Linked DNA regions of Anas platyrhynchos: region 1 is linked to region 2. A link is a contact called in public Hi-C data. All regions are on one chromosome and are shown on one strand. The core of a region is the stretch at or near the end of the contact, and the rest is flanking DNA. Distances in the headings are between cores, read along the strand shown. Region 1 holds the start of ALG12 (ALG12 alpha-1,6-mannosyltransferase). Region 2 overlaps BRD1 (bromodomain containing 1).

Region 1 (6,852 bases), core at 3,031-5,530, 99 kb before region 2:
AATTTTATATTTATGAAAAAGTGAAATATGACCAACAAAATGACTTCAATGTCACCTTGACCCCCCTCCTTTTTTTTTTTTTTTTTTTTTAAGCACCTTACCTTAAGGGAAAATTCGTAAATAGTTTAAACAGTCATATTTATATATTCCTCTTAAAGATAACAGTTGTGTGCTTACCTCAACTACATGGAAGAGAACCCAGGACAGATATTAACATTTGTTCAACTTATAGCCAACCTGACTTCATGGTAAGGTGCACATTAAAATTCGTCTTCCTATTTTTACTTTTTTTAGCACGAATCAAGTAATATTTCAGAAAGATTTTTTATATTAAGATATTATAGTTATGTGATACTCTAGCACTAGAGTATACACCTGATTAATAATAAAATCACTAAGTATTATTTTGCAAGCAAGCACAAGGACTGCTGCAGTTTCAAATGACAAACAAAAGATCTCGGTATCACACAGACACTAAATTCCAGAAACTTAACAAAGGAAAGCCATAAGGAAGGTTTAGAAATTATGAAGTCTGAAAGAAGTTATGTCTTCAGCAACTCCTGTGGCATGTACACCTTCTCCTTCTAAACTATTAGAGCTGATTGTATTCACTCCAAGGCCCAGACCCTGAAAAGTAAACCTACTGAGACCTTGTTAAAAAAGATTTAAGGTATCCATAGCCAAAGAAACTGTCTTTGGAAACTCACAATCTGAATGACATTTTTAGATTAAAGGACAGAAGGCAAAATTGATCAACTGCACTCAACAGATCTCTTAAATAAGGAAGCTTTCCAAAAAACAATGTTTTTTTTTGTTTGTTTTTTTGGTGTTTTTTTTTAGATTTTAGGAAGTCTACTTGGTCAAATTCTCTATTTAAGATCAGTTTCTTTCAGTCCTGCAAATTTTAGAGCATTCTCTGAAGCAGTCTTGTTTGATCTAGCTTGCTTAACTCCCCTTTCCTTAGTTTGACTGTTAAATGTATACTCAGTACCGCACAGCAAGGTAGAAGTATGAAGCAATAAAGCAAACATTAAAAAAAATGGATTATCAAAAATCCTTATCCAGTGATGAAGTAATTCATGATAGTTCACCCTATTGAATTACACCTGACTGGAGGTTGTCCACCTCTGCAGGGGACACAGAAAAAGTAGATGAGCTACTCTCTACATGAATTTCCAGCTCCTTCATCCACATTGTATGATCCCCAACACAAACCACTCAGTATCACTACCTGATAGTCACGTATTCCAATACCAAAAGCATTCCTATACCATGAAAACAATACAGGGACTGGAAAAATCTTGATCTAGTACCTTATCAACTCAAGGTAATAAAAAGAACACCCACTTAATGATTTTGTTATCTCTGAATAAGAGAATGAGTATTACTCACTTTGAGTAAACAAAATATCCTATCAAGCTTTCTTTTTCATCCAAAATGTGTATAGATGTTCTCTTAACTTTCTGCTGTTGTATAGCTGAACACTACTTTCATTCAGAAGTGGCTGCAATTAGCAGCACTGAATTAAATTTGGAATGCACAGCTCCGAGTTGCCTCGTGATGACTCTTGGAACCTCCACAGCTACCTGTACTCTGCAATTGACAGGAGAATAAAGTGGACTTATAATTATACACTTTCCATCTCTGTGCTACAACGAATATATTCCTATTGACCAGGTACCAAATATACCGTTAATATTTCATCCTCTTTGATGTTTATCAGCACAGAGATCTACACAGAAAAATTGATACTTACAGTTTGAACCACCATTTCTCTATATGTTCCTCATGCTCCTCTACCATGTTGTTACATTCAAAGTTACTGCTGTCACAGAGATTCTCTATGATCTCTACAAGACGAATTTCACTACAAGCAGAGAAGAAAAGTCATGATTTTAATTTTAAAATATTACTTGGCACCACACAAAACATGTTACAGAAGCTAGACTTCAGCCTAAGATACTTTATCGGTTTAGAGTGTGTTCTGAACTAGTTCCAAGACAAAGCAAATATAGTAAAGTTCATTAGTTCTTTATTCTGGTAACTAAGAAGATTAGGACAACCACAAGAAAAGCTTCAGCTTGCTTGCACTTATGCTTGCAAACTGTACGTTGATAAGAGTTTTCTAACAAGCTCAACAGTAAAATTTAGGTATTGCTAATATACGATAAAAGCCCATGTAGCTGGACAGTAACTGAGGTTCAGAAATCCCACCCTTGTTTTTCAGTATTCCAATTAAGAATAAAAACTGAATTTGAGATACTGCTCAGTCATCAAACATAAATGAAAAGGAGTACAGTAATCTTAGCCTGAACAGTTTCCTATTCAGTGCTAAAATACTGAATACGGAGCTGTTACTGCTTTAATTCTAAACCAAGTACTGCAGTACACTAAGATATGTACATCCCTTTTAAGACAAACAATTAACTATGGACCATTATTTAAAACTGTCACTTTAGGACTCCACTGGGTAAATAAAAAATACCATGACCAACAATGGTATTCACTTTTGTTGTTTTCAGAAGCAATACAAATCAAAGTGTTAACAAGGGATGTCAATCTTCATTTTAAACTGCAGATACAATGTAATCTGCTACATTTTAGTCAAAATGAATTCAGAATTTGGACATATGAAACATTAGCTGCTACATTCAATATTCAAGTACCAGATGAACACCAGTTCTGCAAAGTTACATGCAGCAGACATGAAACGCTACTGAAGCTGAAGCGCTGAGACAGTTTACCTGGACTCATACTTCGACAACGTCTTCTCTTCCCAGGCAGTATTTCCACCACCAAAGTTCTTCTTTGCAGTATCTGCTAATCCCTGGTAAGCGAAAAGCACCAAAAGAATTTAAGTAATATAGTTTGTTTCTAACAAAAGTGAACAGCAGCATTAAACACTTCTATGTCATTGCAGAAACTTCAGTAAAATTCTGAAGCTGACGATCAAATTGTTCAATAAAAAAAAAAAAAAGCATCTTGCGCTATAACACATAGACATGACTATGGGAGAGTCTTAACTTATTAGGAACTTTATTAAAAAGTCAAATGGGCCCTCTGCTTCATTCCATTTTGATAGTATTTAGCCCAAACTTTGCTATGTTGTAACTTTAATATGTAAAAAGGCAACAATAATTCGGTGTGACCTGCACACCTTCCTGAGTTACAGCCAGTACTCCTCTAAATATGCCTTGTAAAAAAAAAAAAACAGAAGTTCAAGCATACAACAGCGAACACAAGCACAAAAAGTATTAAGTATCTGTCCCAAGCTACAGAGGTCCCTTGCTGCCTCTGCCACAATGCAAGATTGTTGCAGGTGACAACATGCAGAGAATTGTAGAACCATTAGAGTTGGAAAAGGCCTCCAAGACCATCTGGTCTAACCATCCCCCAAGCACCACTACTGCCCACTAAACCATGTAACTAAGCACCATGTCTAACCTTTTCTTAAACACCTCCAAGGACGGTGACTCCAACACCTCCCTGGGCAACCTGTCCCAGTGCCTGACTGCTCTTGCTGAGCAGAAATGGCTCCTCATTTCCAACCTGAACCTCCCCTGGAGCAACTTGAGGCCATTCCCTCTGGCCCTGTCACTATATCCCTGTGAGAAGAGGCCGACCCCCAGCTCCCCACACCTTCCTTTCAGGTACCTGTTGAGAGCAATAAGGTCTGCCCTGAGCCTCCTTTTCTCCAGACCAAACACCCCCAGCTCCCTCAGCCGCTCCTCACAGGACCTGTGCCCCAGGCCCCTCACCAGCTCCGCAGCCCTTCTGTGGCCACACTCCAGGGCCTCGATGTCCTTCTGGCAGCGAGGGGCCCAACTTTTAGGGCACGGTGCCCTCCACCAACACCCTACCCCACACCCCACACCACGAGCCCCTCCCTCCCCATTAAAACACCAAAACCACCCCGCGGCTGGAACCCCACCTCGGCACCACCCCCACCCCGCACCTGGTTGAACCTGTCCACGATGCCCCGGCAGGTGGAGCACGCCAGGCGGCGCCGCTCACCGGCGGCAGGGAGCGGCGGCAGCAGCACCACCAGGGCCAGCAGCAGCAGCAGCAGGGCCGGGCGCGGCGCGGGGCCGGACCCCATGGCGGGGCCGGGGGGAGCCCGCAGCCGCCTCAGCGCCTCAGCGAGCGCCAAGCGCCTCAGCCCGGCCCGCCCGGCGCGGCTTGGCCCCGCCCCGGCCACCGTAGCAACCGGGGAGGCAGCGGCCCGCGAGCCCCATTCGGATTTCCGCGTCAGCCGCCCGCACGCTCGGCCCGCCGGCGCCCATTGGTGGAGGCAGCGGAGAGGAGGGACGTGGTCCAACCGGCGCCCGCCACGCTGCGGGCCAATCGGAGCCCCCCGCGTGCGCTGGGAGCCGGGGGTGGCGGGGTGGCGCCCAGCGGCTGAGCGCCGCGTCGCCATGGTGGGTGAGGGCAGCCGCGCTCCCCGCGCCGGCTTCAGAGCTGGCCGCCATTTCTCCTCGGCGGCTGCTTCAGAATAGAGGGGATGCGTGTGGGGCTGGGGGGGGGGGGCGGAACGTGCTGTGCCCTCACCTAACATGGCCGCCGGGGGGGCGGGTCACGTGGGCGCGGCGTCCCTCATCCCCGTTCCGGCGGCGCCCGCTGTGAGGCGGCGGCAGCGAGTGAGGGACGGGGCCGGGACACGGGGGGGCGGAGGGGGGAGGGGGGAGGGGAGGCAGCGGCCGGCCCCGCCCTGGGCTCAGAGCGGGCTCCTGCAAGCGGGTCCCTGAGGTGGGCCGGGGTGGGGGGGCGGCCCCCGAGGCGTTCCCCGGCTGTGCGGGGCGCGGCGGGGGGAGGTGAAGGCGCGGAGAGAGGCCTGGGGGCGCGGGGGCTGCGGTCTCAGCTTCGCGATTAGCGCTGGGGGCGCACGGACCGGCTGCAGGCGTCCGCTGTGTGGCTGCTGAGCAAGGCAGAGGGCCTCCAGCACAGAAGGAAGGTGTTAATTGCTAATTAGGGCTGTCACGTGTGGCACGCAGCGCCCTTCGTTAAGGGTTTGCTCTGTTCACAGCTCAGTAGCCGCGACGTCGCTGCACCTCGGTCACTGACGGCTGAAGGAAGGAGGAGAGAGCCGGGCGGCTGCAGGTGGCCCGGCCCCGCACGCTGCTCCCCCCCGGCTGACACAGAGGTAGGCTGGTGCCCGCCGCCGCCGCTAGAGGGGGGCCGCAGGCTGTGTGGATGGCCTCGGTGGTCACCCAGCGGCAGGGCGGGTGGGGGGCGGGGGGGTGGGTTGGTTTTTGCTGGTTGGTTTTGGAATCTGTAGCATTCTGGGTCATCTCCTCAGTCCCAAGAGTTAACATCTTCTGCGTAACTGCGTAGTGCCTTCGTGGCTGGTACTGTCACAGTCTTCGTTTCTTGGCTGAAATTTCTCATCTCCGTTGCTTTTTCTTCCTTTTACTAAGTCCCTAGACTTGTGAGGATACGTATATAAAATAGCAACGGTCATCTTCCTTTTTATAAAAGAAGAAAAAGTGATCCCAGCAACTACAAGGCTTAAATCTGACTTCTTTTGGAGGTCAGCTTTAAAGCAAAGTTGAAACAGCTATGTAAGCATGGCAATAACATAAAAATTATTGATAATACTGTGTACATTCTACACAAGCTAGATCAAGCCAAAAGGGGAGGACCTCATGTTGGGATGCTCTTGGTGGTTCTGCCTGGATGCTCCCAGACAGAGCATGTGAGGGGGTGAAATGCAGTCTCTGCAGATAGGTTCAGCATTCGGGTTGGCCGCCAAGCTCTTAACATAATTATCCCAAAGCGTGCCCAAAACACATAAGTGAGCCAAATATAATGGATTGTTCATGAGAAGATTAAAAAGTCCATTCTTGGAACTAATGACGCTTCCACAGAAAAAGTATTGAAAAAGTCTGCTTGGGGAAAAAATGTTCTAGGCTTTTCTAATGAGGAAAAAAAATGTTGACACTCAATTCCAGGAAGGGGTGAATTCCTCGCATTGAAAATCTCTGCCTTTCAAGATTCAATCTTGAGGCAGACCTTTGGGAGGTGTGGGGGGGGAGGGGGAAGATATAAGTACTGCTGTGTTGTGTAGCTCTGATTAAGATTCTTCGAAAGTTGTCAGAATGTTAATGATGTGAAAATATTTGTATTTGCTTACTATATTCCTCTATCGGTCATTATTTAAAATTCTTTATTAAGTGAAATTATGTTTTTGTGCTTTTAAAAATAAAAGCTGTAAATTGCATGCATTTTGTGTTTATGTAGCAAATTTATTCTAAACATCAAATTCGGCGTCTAGTTGTCTGATAAATTCCACTTGAATCTTAAGCTTTGCCAACATCAGTTTGACAGAGCTGGTTATCTTGAGACTTGACATGATCACTAAATTTGTTAGACTTTATCTCAGAAACCTAGGTGTTGTCTTCATGCTCTTTTTTTTTAATCTTCTAGTGTGTTTCCCTTTAGGGAATTTTAGTATGTATAATGCATACAGTTATCTTGAAAATCTATGAGTATGCTGGCAAGCTTGCTTACTTCAGGCATATGCTAGGACTGGAGTCAACAAGATTCGGGGGGAGTATTGTGATAAACTGTGTTTGGGATATGCAGCTTCACTGCAATTTAGAAGGGGTTATGTGCTGATCAGTTAAAGATAGCAGTAGCAGTCTATACTAGAAACTTTTTTCTTAGGCAGATGATGTAATTAAGAATGAAAACATAAAGCTGTTTGACACCTAGGACCCAAAAATTCTTGTAAAAGAACCCAAAATATCTGAAATGTTGAGCTGAGAATTGTCATTGAGGAAAACCCAACCTGCTGCTGTGCTCCATCTGCTTCATGTGAAAGTCACGTTGTTCAAATGCCTGTTTTGCTGTATA
Region 2 (7,442 bases), core at 1,474-3,973:
ACCCTCTGTGCTTCATCTGTGGCATTTAACACTAACTCATTTTTCTTTGTGATACAGATGGTGGGATGAGAACTGGGGTTTATTGAAGGTAATTAAAAAAAAAAAAAAGTTTGGAGATCCATATTATGCTTATGAATTAAGAACACGCTTCCCTGGGTGGTGGGGCTCTGTAGTAACCTACCTTAAAATTCACGCTTTGGTGTTACAGAATCCCTTGTATCAGGAATGTACAGTACCAGAGTTTATCAAATCACCAGTATACAGATCACCATTATTTTTGACCTCTTTAGAACATAATTTGCCTACAGGTCTGACTTAAGAGATGGATGATCATAAAAATGAATATGACTCCAGTGGTAACTTCAGGCAATGAATATAGAAGTAAAAAATACAGGTGTCTTGTTGTAATACGAGTGGAGAGAGGGTGAGACAGTCCCCACAAGATGAAACACACTCTTAGAGGGTGGTTTGTTAGTTTTTTCCCCAGGTGAGAAAAGATTATATGGTTACAAGCATAAAGAGATCTTCTGCATAAAGAAGAGTTGCAGAACATGGTGGTGTGTACGCTCTCACTGTGTCATACACGCTGAGTCTGTCCATACTGAGATGTAATTCTTATGTCTGGATCACTCCTTATATCAGTTAGTTACACGTTACTTTTCATTCTTCTCCTGTACAATGGTTCTTATTCACCTGAAGTACAAAATGTGACATAGTAAATTGTAAACCCATAAGTGATAAATTGTTAATCCTTCATTTATTGTATTTTTCTAGCTCTTTCTGCTCTGATAGAGCAAAATTCAGGAATGTCAGAGTTTTGTCAGCCTTCAATCATTCCCTTGATTGCACAGTCTTTCTGTGCCTGTAATCTGTCAGATTGTAAAGATCCCCCATAATGATTTGGAAGAGGGAGGGGATCCTGCCATTGTAGAGTGCTGGACTTGCATTCTCTGCAAAAATAGAGGTTCAAAATGTTTTTACAAAGTCAGAAGGAAGATAAACAATGAAAGTTTCTGCTGAGGCAATACTGTAAACAAAATTGAAAACTGGAAGTAAAAGGAAATTCATGTCCTGAAGGCTCCTTTCCATGAAGGAAAATTGGTTTAGAAAATCATCTGCAGCAGTTACACAATACACTGTCAAAGAAGAACCTCCTCTGATTTATCGAAAATGCCTGGGAAGTGTTTCACTTCGCCCTTTCAAGTCAGACCTCAGGCAAGATTTCCTTTTTGACTGGAAATGCCAGATAAGGAGTAGGGATCCATTCAGCCAAGTAGGATTGAAGTAGTTACAGCAGAGATGACACTTGAATTGTGGTGCTGTGTATTATTGTATGTGTATGCTTATGCATGCTTGTTAGATAGAAATGCCTAGACAATCTTTTCCACAGATACAGTGATTGGGAACTGGCACTTTGATGCTCTGTGCTATAGGAAAATACAGTGTTGGTCTTTTAAAACTAAAATTTCTTATTTTTCCTGTAATGCTCATAATCTTCCACATAATCATAGTGTTGACAAAATGCCATTGGTATCTTCAAAGTAGCAGCAATTATCTCCAGTAGATTTAGGAAAAGACAATTAAGTTAATCCTGTAAATCTGGGGATATATGCAGAAGATCCTTAACTATGTACTCTTCTTGGTTTATTAGTTCACTGTCTTCCTACATGAAACTACTCTTCAGTTTATTCTTTGAAGTTCTTGTAGCTAGATCACAAGATCACAATAGGAGCTGTTGTAATGGATTCCACTAATACTTCAGGGAAAAAATAGTAAAAACAGTGATACGTCAAACATGACACTATATCACAAAGACTTGCTTGTTTTGTGTTTTTTGTTTTTTTCTAGTAATTGCTCAAGATTATAAAACATCTACAGTCTTTTTCAGCGTTAGGTTGACCTATGTGTCAGTCACCATAAGGAGATGGGAATTATAACCTAACCATTTTGTCTTGCAGAACTTGATCAATGTGGCAGTATTAAGTAGCTGTGTAACATTACACATTTTTATATAACTGCTTTTCAGCTGTTCGTTTGACAAGGACGCCCCCTAAGATGGTAAAACTCATAAGTTTGTTGCAGCAGGCAGGCAACATTATGCACTTTAAATATGAATGCTGATTGAAGACTCATTGAACACCAGACGTTGACAGAAAAATCCAATAAACTGAGAAATTGAGGTAGACTACTTGAACAATAACCTTCTGCAAAGAGAATACAATCAGTTGTGGGGGTTTGACTTTCTGTGCACCCAGCCGCTCACTCACTCCCACTCCTTAAAAGAATAGGAGGAGAAAATAACATGAGGAAAAACAAATTTAAAAAACAAACAAACAAACAAAAAAAACAACTTGTTGGTTGAGATAAATGAAGTTTAATAAGAGGAAAGCAAAGGCCATATGCAGAAGCAGAATAATAATAATAATAATAATAGTAAATTATTCTCTACTTCCTATCAGCAGGCTTCAGGGGAAGCAGGGCCTCGGTACACATAGCAGTTGCTTCAAAAGACAAACTCATTCATAATAAACGTTCCCACCTCCTCCTTCGTTCTCCTAGCTTTTATTGCTGTGTGTGGCATCATATGGTACGGAGTATCCCTTTAGGGGGGATAGTTGGGGTCAGATTGTCCCAGCAGTGTTCCCTCCCCACCTCTTCCCCACCCCAAGCCTGCTGGCCTTGAAAGCCAGCCTTGATGCTGTGCCAGCACTGCTCAGCAATAGCCAAAACATTGGTGCATTTTAAACACTCTTGTGCACAAAGCACAACACTATACAGGCTACTGCTGGGAAGCATAAGTATATCCTGGACATTTTTACTACACATAAAATACGATTTCAATTCCAGTAATATATAATGTATATGCAGTCTTGTAATTGCAAGAATACAGAACAAGAGAGCAAGAAAAGTGTTGGTGGTGACCAATGTACTTCTTGCAAAAAAATCAGTATAAGTGCTTATCAGAGAAACAAGAAGATACTGGGAAGAAACAGAATATTGTTCTTGAATCTTGTTCTTTGCTTTTTCATCGATTTTTCTGGGTATTATTTGTAAGGCTTTGCAAATAGAAATGGTATCAAGTGGCACATATGCTTGAGAATCCTAGATAGTCCTGGAGATAGGTAGATAGGTATTTTGTTGTTTCTTTTTTTTTTCCTTTTTTTTTTTTTTTAGGGTATTTTTAATTGATAACTCTCTTCTGTGTTTCCCATTGAAGTAACCAGTGTCCTTCAGCGCTAGTTCCTTCAGCATCCATAGAGGAAACTAGTTTCTGCTCACTGTACTGGAATGAGGCAGAAATTAAGAACCAATTTCTCTAAACAGGAAATGCGTGGTAAATGGCATGCTTTCTTTTTTCTTTTTTTCTTAATAGAGTAGGATTGTTGGACATGCTTATGCTCTGTTTCTTTTCCTTTTGATACCATTCCTAGCAATTGTGTTCCCACAGTTAAAGGGAAATATTTACTTTAAAAGAAGGAAGGAAAAAAATGTGTTGGTAAACGCTGTGTATAAAATCCTTAAGATAATAACGTAAGAAAAATAACTTATTAGGAAATGACATAGTCTGCCTCTGTAGGTACTTCTGGGCAGTTTGTAGTAAGATCAACTGACAGGCAGTGTTCGTGCTCTTTTCGTGATACAAGTTGAGAACAAAGTTTTTAACAATGCCCCTTCAGTTCTCCTTTTTTTGTGATTTATCTCAAAATTTGTTAGATGTAAACATAGAAAACTGAAGTCTTTGAAGAAGTCTTCAAAAGTAGTCTTGGCCAAGATAATTAGAAGTAAATGTTCCTAAATATTAATGATTTTCTATGGTCATTGTATTTCTTGTATCCTGAATGACATATGATAGATCTATGTGTCATTCAGGCTCTCGAGCCTTGTATTTTGCAACCATCTGTGAGTGTTTTACACATCATAAATTGTATCAACTAGAGCTGACTAAATAATCTAAATTTTTGGTGAATTTTAAATTCTTTAGGCTTGTACTTATGCTTTTTGTGGCTTTTAGTAATACTACTACTGCTGTCATCAGTCTTTTCTATACCACCAGAACAGCTGATGCTCTCTAGAAGTTTTAAAACAATTTTTATGATTTGTTTCTGCTTATATTCCCTGTTTTTCTTTTTTTTTCTTCTTTTCTGGAATGTTTTCAAACTCTCCCGTTAGTGTTCCCTCTCAGTTGTGTATTTTAAATTGTCTTGAACAATCATCCTACAGTACAATGATCCCATTGTTTCGGTGAGAAGAGCAACAGATAATCCTTGTCTTTTGAAAGTTGCAGTTATTAAATATTGATCACTTTTCCTTCCTATTGTGCAGTTCGTGTTCAGCTGTTTTAGCAGACAGAGAGACTTCTTACTCTCAGTTTTCAAAGCAAATTAGTAGATACAGGATGAATTCTTAAGCATTCTTTTGAAACATATCAAAATGACTCTTCTGTGAGCCCCTAAGCGGTATTCATTACATGTTACCTGAACCAACAGAAGTGGAATTTTCTGTTTAGGGTCTTGAAAGCTGTTGTTATTCGGTATGTAGGTGCCATTTCAAGGGCTCACACTGAGCTTTCTTTGCTTTCTTAGAACAATTGTCAAACCAAATTTTAAGCAACTTCATGTTTAAAAACTTAATTTCCAGGGGGACTCCTAACCCCCAAATTTGACAACTTCATGTTAAGAATAACTGGCTCCTATTTTGTCTGTGTACTGTTAGGACTGAGTTAAGGAATGTAAACTCTGACATGCTCAAATATTCGTCTGTATATTCAGAAAAGAATAATTGTTTCTATTACTCTCACTACGCTGCAGAGTTTCCTGTTGGAAAAAGGCATTTATAGATCTACGGTAAAATTCAGTTTTTAAAAACTTTGTGGATGCCTTCCTCTTGCTATAATACGCACATTTATGTGTTTAAGAATACAATAGCTTCTGATTATTTATTAACTTAAAGTGTTCCTCTATCCTCTCTGTGCATACTTATATACATAAATCCTCTTAAGATAGGGTCATCCTCTTTCTACTTCTTATTGGAGGGATTTTTCGATGCATTTCAAAACCATGTTCTTGATGTGTATCATGCACTTGGAGATTTTATTCTGTGCTTTTAGTGACTTACATATATTTTCTCTTTCAACAAAGAGGACTGAATCAAAGTAAAACCTTTAATCTAGTTTTCCCCTTTTTAAACTTAAGCTGAGAATCAGTATTAGAATACGTGGAGCACTTGTACCATTTTCACTGTCTCTGACACTGACGTAGGGATGGCTTATTTATTTAAAAGCTCTGTTTCCTTTCAGAGAGACTTAATGGCTTTTTCACTGTCTTCCAGGTTCTCATATTAACTAATATCATGCTGGGTATTTATCTCTTTGGATCCTAATTATTTTCTGTTATCCTCAACATGGAATGGAATCCAATTAAATGATCATTTTGGAGCGCAGAAAGACAATTACATTTGAAGTAATTATTTTGGATCATGTTGGAGACACCAGCCATCCTTAAAACAAACAAACAAAAAAAAGAACACTGTTGGAGGAAGTCTTTGACATATATGAAACTATGCTCTTCATTCAATATATTGCCCCATTTCCGTAAGTTATAAAGTTGTACATGTTGTAGTATATGTGACTCAAATTGGTCGCAGATTTTTACTAGTCCCAGTGTTTTATTCCCCAAACGTGCTTTGTGAGAGCAGGTTAGTTCAGAACACTCCATCTTCCCTGCCCAAACACCCAGTCTGATCTTCTTTGGAGAACTAAAGCATACAAAAGAGTGCTCTATTTTGTGCATTTATATAATTTTAATAAAATACATTTTTTTCTTTATATATATATATATATATATATATATATACACACGCACATAAAGATATATATATATATATATTTACTGAAGGCTAACGTTACTCGTGCTGGGTAAGTGCACAAGTCAGGACTTGATTAGTCCTTGCTTAGTAAAAATCAACCAAAATAGTGTTATATAAGTGCTGGTGACTGTGTAAGGCATTTTTTGAATGTTCCCACTTTGTTGGAGTGGTTGAAATTATTTAACTGTTATTTTCATTTCTCAGCTCTTCAGCTGTGGTTTTAATATAGCACGTCATCTTATGTTTTGATATGCTTGTCTTTGCAGCAGGCTATGCATAATACATTTTTAATTGCTTTAGAATAATTTTATACAAGTTCTGCTTCTTTATTTTTGTTTCAGCAGAACTGCAAAATCAGATTGCAGTCTAAAATGCACAGCTCTGTGTTATGTGGTAGCATTTTGTATGTTCATGGAGTATGCTGCTCCTTGGACTATCCCGGGTTTTGTTCCTCTTTCATTTTTCCAAACGTATGCTGCCTCTCTGCAGTTATCTTTTCCTCCTTCTGTTTATGTGTTATCGACAAGAAGATCCTAACTTGCTTGACATAGACAGTCAGCCCAAGTTTTGACTGCACTTTAAGGACAAACTGCTTCTGTTAAGAAGCTGAAACTTTCCATGATAAACATAATTTTCAGGGAGGAGAGAAACCTTTGAACAACTATTAAGCTGATCTTCTTTGACTTCTTATTTTCTTTTTAAACTGCAGTTAAGATTGACAGTAAACTTCATTATTTGTGATTTTTTTTCCTTTTCTAGAAAAAAAAAAAAGTTCTGCCTTTGAGTGCTTTTTTGAAGAAACTTAAAAATAGAGGAGAAACGAAAAAGAAATCATCCAGTAATTAAAGGTCTTAGTTTGATTTTGGGGATTTTTATTTGTTTGTTTTCACGAAAATCTCAAGTTTTAGTGAAGGGTGTGTGTGTAAGTAGTTTAGTACCTGACCTAATGAAGTTCTAGTTTGTGTTAGCTCATTTAATCTAACCTAGTTGTGAGCTCTTGGAAAATTTGAGTGGCTCATGCCAGTTTGTTGCAAACTTACCCAGGCTACTAACATGGAAAAGCAGGATGAGTTACGTCTCTAACAGATTTTCTTTATTTGACCTTCTTAGTAATATCTTTTGAGCCAAAAAAAATTAAATTCCTCAAAAGAATTGGGAATCTTCTCTAATCTCACTTCTTCCAGTAGACGGAGGAGATTGGGTATTTCTTGGTTCTTGAGAGAAGGAGTTTTATAATGATCTCAAAAACACATTTCCAGTTATATCATTTAAATGTAGTATATTTGTTCGTGTTTTTTTGGGCATTAGTGATACCATAAAGCACATAAATTTAATTGCCTGCTTTTCCTGTCAAGTTGAGGTCACTTGGGAACCACTGCATTTGTGTGACCACATATGGGTGTTTCGCTTAAACTAAGTGTTTGAGGTTCCTTTCTTAAAATACTGCATATTCCTTACAATTTCTGCATATTACTTACAGTTTCTGACAAATAGACTGTATAAACTGAGCCTCCTGGACTATGTAAGCTGATATCATTAAGGGCTTGATACTCAGGAAAATTGCTCCTGCTGATAGT

The links. A called contact is a pair of places that touch in the nucleus more often than the background predicts.
Region 1: a Hi-C map of F5 follicle shows a contact between it and region 2, with 3 times the contacts expected there. The contact joins the promoter of ALG12 here to the enhancer-like site in region 2. A contact is called at or near these places in 4 of 8 Hi-C or Micro-C datasets (F5 follicle, liver, small yellow follicle and 1 more).

Annotation. Positions count from the first base shown.
Region 1 is chr1:19,643,687-19,650,538 of IASCAAS_PekinDuck_T2T, reverse strand. ALG12 (ALG12 alpha-1,6-mannosyltransferase) reads left to right here and starts at 4,280. Exons shown (of 11, transcript XM_072033051.1): 1 at 4,280-4,418; 2 at 5,024-5,140. CRELD2 (cysteine rich with EGF like domains 2) reads right to left here and starts at 4,432. Exons shown (of 10, transcript XM_027458555.3): 1 at 3,956-4,432; 2 at 2,745-2,827; 3 at 1,757-1,867. The coding sequence starts at 4,417.
Region 2 is chr1:19,542,077-19,549,518 of IASCAAS_PekinDuck_T2T, reverse strand. All of the region lies in intron 10 of BRD1 (bromodomain containing 1), which reads left to right. Among named protein-coding and RNA genes, the nearest start is that of BRD1, 53 kb to the left of the region's middle. Within about 2 kb of position 2,723, at least 4 of the 8 cell types and tissues checked have an H3K27ac peak or open chromatin away from gene starts, as enhancers often do. A contact at or near this core is called in F5 follicle and small yellow follicle, where this site is marked.